Regions from separate parts of the Sus scrofa genome. Here region 1 is linked to region 2. The links are chromatin contacts, called in public Hi-C maps. All regions are on one chromosome and are shown on one strand. Each heading gives the region's core, a stretch centred on a gene start, on an enhancer-like site or on the middle of the called end of the contact. The rest is flanking DNA. Distances are from core to core; before and after follow the strand shown.

The links. Hi-C and Micro-C count contacts between places; a contact is called where the count stands out from the background.
Region 1: a contact with region 2 is called in a Hi-C map of mesenteric adipose tissue, with 1.9 times the contacts expected there. The contact joins the promoter of YTHDF1 here to the enhancer-like site in region 2. A contact is called at or near these places in 1 of 5 promoter capture datasets (liver), 9 of 47 Hi-C or Micro-C datasets (alveolar macrophages, embryonic fibroblasts, epiblast stem cells and 6 more) and 2 of 2 datasets of contacts at active chromatin or transcription factors (alveolar macrophages and skeletal muscle).

What each region holds. Positions count from the first base shown.
Region 1 is chr17:62,339,874-62,342,929 of Sscrofa11.1, forward strand. It overlaps YTHDF1 (YTH domain-containing family protein 1), which reads right to left and starts at 1,439. Exons shown (of 5, transcript XM_021078235.1): 1 at 1,315-1,439; 2 at 1,015-1,039. The coding sequence starts at 1,341.
Region 2 is chr17:62,245,983-62,249,437 of Sscrofa11.1, forward strand. No RefSeq gene overlaps it. Among named protein-coding and RNA genes, the nearest start is that of BHLHE23, 19 kb to the left of the region's middle. Within about 2 kb of position 2,074, at least 44 of the 83 cell types and tissues checked have an H3K27ac peak or open chromatin away from gene starts, as enhancers often do. A contact at or near this core is called in alveolar macrophages, embryonic fibroblasts, fetal liver and 3 more, where this site is marked.

The DNA.
Region 1 (3,056 bases), core at 189-2,688, 93 kb after region 2:
TTAATCGTGGAAAGTAAAGGTAGTAACGCTTACGTCCACCCCCCTCTACAGGAACTGCTTTTACTCAAAAAGGGCCACAGTCATCCCAGAGCTAATCAGAACGGTGACACTAAACTTTCAACAACTCAGCTTACGTTTTTGGTAAAAATTAATTGTAGTTTGGTATATGGTGACAAAACAGAGGTACAGACAAAACAATGCAAGCAACTGGTAGCTGGGTTTTGGTGAGGAGGAGGTGGTCTGAGGCTGCTGTGTGCCGGACAGAGACGGTGCTTCCGAAAGCCCGACTGCACACGCAGAGCACAGGAAACAGCGCAGTGGAGCCGGGAAGCGTGTAGCTGCAGTGTTTCTGAACTACCACCTGGCCGTGCTTATTTGCCACTGTCACAACGCTCAGCCAGGAAAGGAAGGGAGAAGGACACAGGGGCTGGGCCTCGTCCAATCTGAAAACACGAGGGACCGGATCTGGTTCTGCTCACGCAGCACACACACCAACTGCAGTCTTCTGAGGAAAGACCCAGCGGCACCATGGGAGGGAGGGAGCTCCGGGAGTGCGTTTTGGGGGTCTGGCCCCAGCCAGGACATCCCAAGAGATTGTAAAGACTTAGGAAGCGGGCGGGTTTCACAGGGTGAGGCCACCAGCTCACCCGGGTAAGGCCAGACCAGGTAGGGCCAAGGTCTGGCGGTCACCCCGGAGCCAGCCCCACACCTGGAGCTGCAGACAGACAGGCAAGTGGCGGCTCCCTGGGCTCCTTCCCCACCTAATCAACCCGCTGGCCGTGGGGGAGAAGGATGGAAGTGCTCAAAGCACCTATTTTCCTACTGCTTGAAAAGCCCCTGCTTTAGACCTGTTACCACTCCCCAACAACTGGGAAGTTTCACCTCCCCTAAGCTAAGGGAGAGAAACCGCGATTCCGGGCGCCCCTGCCCACACCTGTTTTTCCCCCACGTGTGCGCCCGGCCCTCGGCGAGCTCCGCTCCAAAGCCTGCGCGGACCGTCCCGACCGCACTCACCTTTAGTATCCTGTCCTTTCGTTCTCTGCTTCGCCACAGGCCCGGACGGTGGGAGCGGACAGAACCCGAGGAAGGGAAATACAAAGTTATTCGCAAGAACCCTTCCAGGCGGGCGGCGCGCTCTGGCCTGAACGGCCCACGGTCCCAGGCGACGCCCACCCGGCTCCCGGCTCCGAGCCCCCCGCCCTGCGACCCGTGCCTCTGGCCCTGGGCCCCGCGACCCCGGCCCGGCCCCGTGACCCCGACTCCTGTCCCCGCGAGCCCAAGCCCCCGGCCCTGCGACCCCGGTCCCGCTGCTACCTGGGGGTCCACGCTGGTGGCCGACATGCTTCATGAACAGCCGGCGCGGCGCGGGGCCGGGGCACCCGCCGGCTCGGGCCTCCCCGCGAGGCCGGGCCTGTCACCCGCGCTCTCGCGGCCCCGCGCCCGCCGCCTCCTTCCCGGGCGCTGGTCGGCCGGGCGGCGGCGGCGGCGGCTGCTGGGCGCGCGGGCCGCTTGCGGACCGGCGCAGCCTGGCGACCAGGACGGGACGCACTGACGAGGAGCGGATTCCAATGGCGGCTGCAGCGGCGGCGGCGGCGGCGGCAGCGACGGCAGCGACGGCGGCGGCGGCTGCGGCGGCAGCGGCCGGGACGAGGCTGAGCGACGTAAGCGCGCGCGGGGCAGGCCGGGAGGCCGACGGGCCGCCACGCGCCGCGCCTGCGCGCCGCCACCCTGCGGGACGGATCTCGCGCCTGGGTCCCAGTCTCGCGCGGCGGGGCAGGGCGAGCCCGGGAAGTCACGTGGGCGGGTCCAGAGGCTCACGGGGGGCGGGGGAGCAGCGCGGCAGGTGTGCACCTGTTGGGTCTCAGGGCCGCAGCCATCGCGAAGGCGGTGATGCTGCGGCAGCAGGGCGGCGCGTGCCAGCGCGGGGTGGCGCAGCCCGATGGCACCCCCTCGCTGGTGCCCGAGAGGTGAAGAAGCGCGGCCAGTGACCGCAGCCGCTCACTTATTGATTGCCAGTTACAGCAGGCTGCAGTCCACTGTAGCCCGCAGCTCGCCCCAGACGCCCGCCGGCATCCTCAGAGGGACACCCAGGCTCTGAGCTTTGCGGTCCTGGACTTCTGCAGCCTCTGTCCCCGTGGAGCCCTGGGCTCTGGCCTCACTGAGGGCGCTGCTTTGTGAGCGCTCTCTTGGGTCTCCAAGGGGCTCCCCAGTTTATAACCAATTTGCACGTTAGAGCCTCAACCCAGATTTCACCACAGGGAAGAAAAGAGCTCAGCCCTGCACCGGGCCCTGGTCCAGGAGCCTTTTGGTCTCTGTTCAGGGATGGACAGCCCCTCCTTGGCTCCACCTTCCTGAAGGGTGGCCGGTTCTCGCTCCCCACTCCCATGCCACCCCACACAAGGTCCCCAGCCTGGATGCCCCTTGGGGCTCCCCGGCATGGCTCCTTTCCCAGCTCTCCCAGGTACACCATCTTCTCAAGGCCCAGATCTCATGTTGTCCTCGTCCTGCTGAGGCTCAGAGGCCTGGAATGCTGGCTCGCTCAGCTTCTGGTAGCCCGAGGTGTCCCTGGCTCTCTGCCTCCGTCATCACACAGCCTTCTCCCTGTGTCATGTCTCTAAATCACCCTCCTCTTCTAGGAGGCGCTCTGATCCACTGTGACCTCATCTTACCTCCATTCTATCTGCAGGGATGCTGTTTTCAAATGAGGGCCCACTCTCAGATACCAGAGAGACAGGAATCTTTTCCAGGGGGCCACCGTTCAGCCAGCACAGGGATCACAAGTGATGTCAAGTAAAAAATCTGGAGCCACGCTCCAGGGCCGGAGGTGTGGAAGTTCAGATTCACAAACGAGAGGCCTGAGGAGGTGCGGTGCCACCGGCCAGGGTGCGGCAGGCAGGACCCGATAGCTACAACCTGGGCCCACCCCAGGCTGCCTCCCCGCCAGCTGGGAAATCTGGCAGTGTATTCCTCACGGATCTCAGCGAGGGGAGAGGGTGAGGGCCACCCAGAGCAGGGAACGTGAAGATCCCCAAAGGCTCTATGTAGGGACCGTGGTG
Region 2 (3,455 bases), core at 824-3,323:
GAGGAGGTCCCGGCCTGCTCCCTCTGCCTGGAGTGAGGGCCGGTAGAGAACCTTGGGGCTGGGGTCTTTGTGGCTCAGGATGGCCCAGGAGATTGAGGGGTCCTCGAGCGTCATGGGCGGGGCTCCCTTGCAGCAGAGCCTGGATGATAACTTGGGGGACACGAAATTGAGGGGCCTCAGGAGGCCTTGTTGGGAGGGAGGGGCGTCAGCAGGATCCCGGGGTGGCTCTGGGACTGGACGTGCTCCAGGTGGAGGGCTGGGATTTGCCCCTCCGTCTCGAGGAGCCAGGGCCAGCTGAGGCTGGGGGTGACCTCCATGAGTGTCCGGGCTGGTGGCTTCAGCAGCTGTGAGCCACAGTCACTCTCACGCCTGACGCTCACACTGCTGAGAGACACTGTGCCCAGCGTCCCTGCGGGGCCCTCCCCCTGCCCAGGGAGGCACCTGCCTTTCCTTCCGGGACAGAGCATGTGCCGTGCTGGCTGTGCTTCTCCTGGACCCTCCATGGCCCAGAGGCCTGTCCTCAGACCCCATGGTTTTGCAGGATCTGGAAGACCCACTTTCCGGGCCGACTGCACCTCCCCCCCTGCGGGTGGGAACAAGGATGCCCCCCCCCCAGTGGCCTGAGCACAGCTGGTCCGGTCCGAGGCCCAGGGCCCTACGGGTGCCATGCCAAGCCAGTCAGCCCTGGGTCCAGCGGCCGCACTCCTGTGCCACCTCCCGGCAAAAGGAAGGGGCTCTATTTTGTTTGGAAAAAGCTGATTATCATAGATAAATGTAGCTAATTAGTCTCATTTGCTGACACAAGCCTTTAATTGTGAGTTGAATAATTAGACATATCTGCATATGCAAATGAACACAGTGACCGTCTGTCAGTCTTCAGCGTGATTCCTCCAGAGACAAGTGATTCTATTCAGGGAGACGATGATATATTAATTTACACTGGCACACAGCTTCATTGAGAGCCAGCGACTCCCCTGTTTGTTTACATAAATCCACCTCGTGGGAGGAACCGCCTAGGGGCGCTGGCGCCTGGGGTCCCCGTGAGCCTCCCACCGGGCAGCACCCCCCATCCCTGATCGGGGGCTTCCTGGGCCCTCCTGGCTCCCAGCCCCGCTGCCCACCCCCTGCTATAGGTGACAGGGGTGCCCAAGGCCTGCCCCCTGGCCCAGGGTGTGCGGTGTGGCTCCCGGGGCTGTGAGCTGCATGCATGCTAATGGGGCTGCCTGCTCTGCGCCTAGGGTCCTGGCTCCAAACAGCCCTGCCGCCCACGGTCCCCGCCCCCACCCCGTCCAGCCTGGGCGGCTGCCTACCCCCTCCCCAGGGGTGCATGCCCAGCGGCCTCAGGAAGCTCTCGGCCCCGCCTCCGTGCCAGGCCTGCCCCCGCTCTGCTTTCGGCTGAGTCCACAGACTCTTCCGTGACCGGGCAGGGGAGCCCCGGTGACCGCCCCCAGGCGCCCTCCAACCCTCAGGAGGAGACGTGGCCTGCAGGCGTTGAGGGCCCTGGAGGAAGGAGCGGTCCCGCGGACGGAGCGCATCCCAAGAGAGCGAGATCCCGCCCTGGGCCCTGTCCGCTGCCCCCCTCCCGGGGCCTGGCCGGTCATGCAGGCTTCGCGGGAGAGGCAGAGCGTGAGGAATTTGGCTCCCGCGGAAGGAGGCCAGCGCATTCCTGGCTTTCCAGAAGGCCTCCGCCGCAGCCCCTCCACCCCCACCCTGCTGTTGCCATGGCAACCGGCTCGTGGCGCTGACTGGAGCCGACACGGTCCCAATTCGCCTGGGGTCCCCTCCCTCTCCCGCCCCCCGCCGGGAGCGTAGTGGGCCTGCGTGGCCAGCAGAGGGCAGCAGCGGGCCGGCCAGTCCGTAGGGCGGGGCGGGGCCGGGGGGCGGGGCGAGGGCGGGGCCGGGCCGGGGTGGGTTTCCGGCTGGAAGCTGTCCCTGCATTTCAGTGTCCCGAATCTTCTCCAAAGTCTAGAGGCCGGCGCCTGCGGGGAGCAGCAGGGGTGACCATCCGTCTCTACAGCCCGCGGCCCTCGGCGGACTGGGGGTTGGTCTTGGGGAAGCTGATGGGACGGGCCGCTCCCAGCCCAGCGCCTGGGGTGCTGCTTCGCCCAGAGCGCGGAGGGGACCCTCGCTGTCCCCCCACCCCCATCACGCCCGGGTTCCCTCACTCATTCAGTGAGGGGCAGGAACAAGGCGTCTTCTCTCCGTCTCGACGGGCAGCGGCGTCGGGCCCACCCGTCTGAGCTCGGGCCGGGGCCCTGCTGGCGGGTCAAGGGTCTCACGTTCTCCAGGTGGGGGCGCTTGGCCGAACTTCCTGCCTTTTCATTTTCCAAGTTTCCCTCCTCCCTTGCAGTTAGTCTGACATCTTCACCCCAGCGAGACAGAATATTCCTGTGAGCTTTCTAATGCAAGGAATTTATCTGGAGGAGAACGAAAGATGCCCGCAGGCGGGAAGGCGCCTCTCTCACAGGGAGCTGCTCTGGAGGCCCCCCGCCGCTCGCCCTGGGGAGGGAGGTTGAGCAAAATTTGCTAAGCTCTGTGAGCCCACAAGGCCCTGGGCTGGGGGACAATGGGTTAACTGCTTTCCCTGGGGGCCGTGGCTCGGAGGCCCCAGCCCGGCTGTGGGACCTGGGGGCCAGAGGATACAGTTTTGGAAAGAGGGGTCTCTGCCAGAGGGGAAAAGGGTCTGCGCCCCAAAGGGGGGCTGCCGGCCAGCCGCCACCTGCCCGAGGGCTGTGTATTCAAAAGCCACGCGTGCGCGTGTGTGGGAGGCTGTGTGCACATGCTCGCATGTACGGATGCACATGTGCACGTTAGTGTTTTGTGCTGTGTGTTTGTGGTCTCTCCGTGTGCACATGTCGGTGAGTGTACTCGTGTGTGCGTGTGTGCACATCGCCATGTGTGTGCACACGTGGGATGAGTGTATAGGAGTGTGGTGCTCGTGTGTGAGGGTGGCCCGGGCCTGGCACCACCTCCCTCGGAGCCCACAGCCACGTCCTCAGCGTGGGCCCAGCCCGGCTGGCCAACGGCGCCTCTGGGTTGTTTGATGGCAGATGGTGCCGGGACCCGGCTCCCTCTGCGTCAGAGCAGCAAGCGTGGTTTGGTCCCGGGCAGCGCTGGGCACCCACACGGGGGTCCGGTGTGCCGCGGGGGCTTCCGATCTTGAGAAGATTCTGCTTTGCGGTTGGGGGCTTCGGCTTCACGGCTTACACGCCAGGCGACTCTGCTTCTGAGACGGGAACATGCTGGCCAGCCCTGCAGAGTGGAGGGGACAGCGGGTGAGGGCAGGGCTGGAGGTCACTGTGGCCCCACTCTGGACAGGAAGCTTCTGGAAGCTGCTTTCAGGGGCGATGCCAGCCCAGCCCCAGCGCAGACCGCTCCCTTTGGGGACTGTTTACTTTCAGCTGCTGTGTTGGCTTAAATTCACAGCAGCTTCCTGCAGAAACGGACAGAAATCC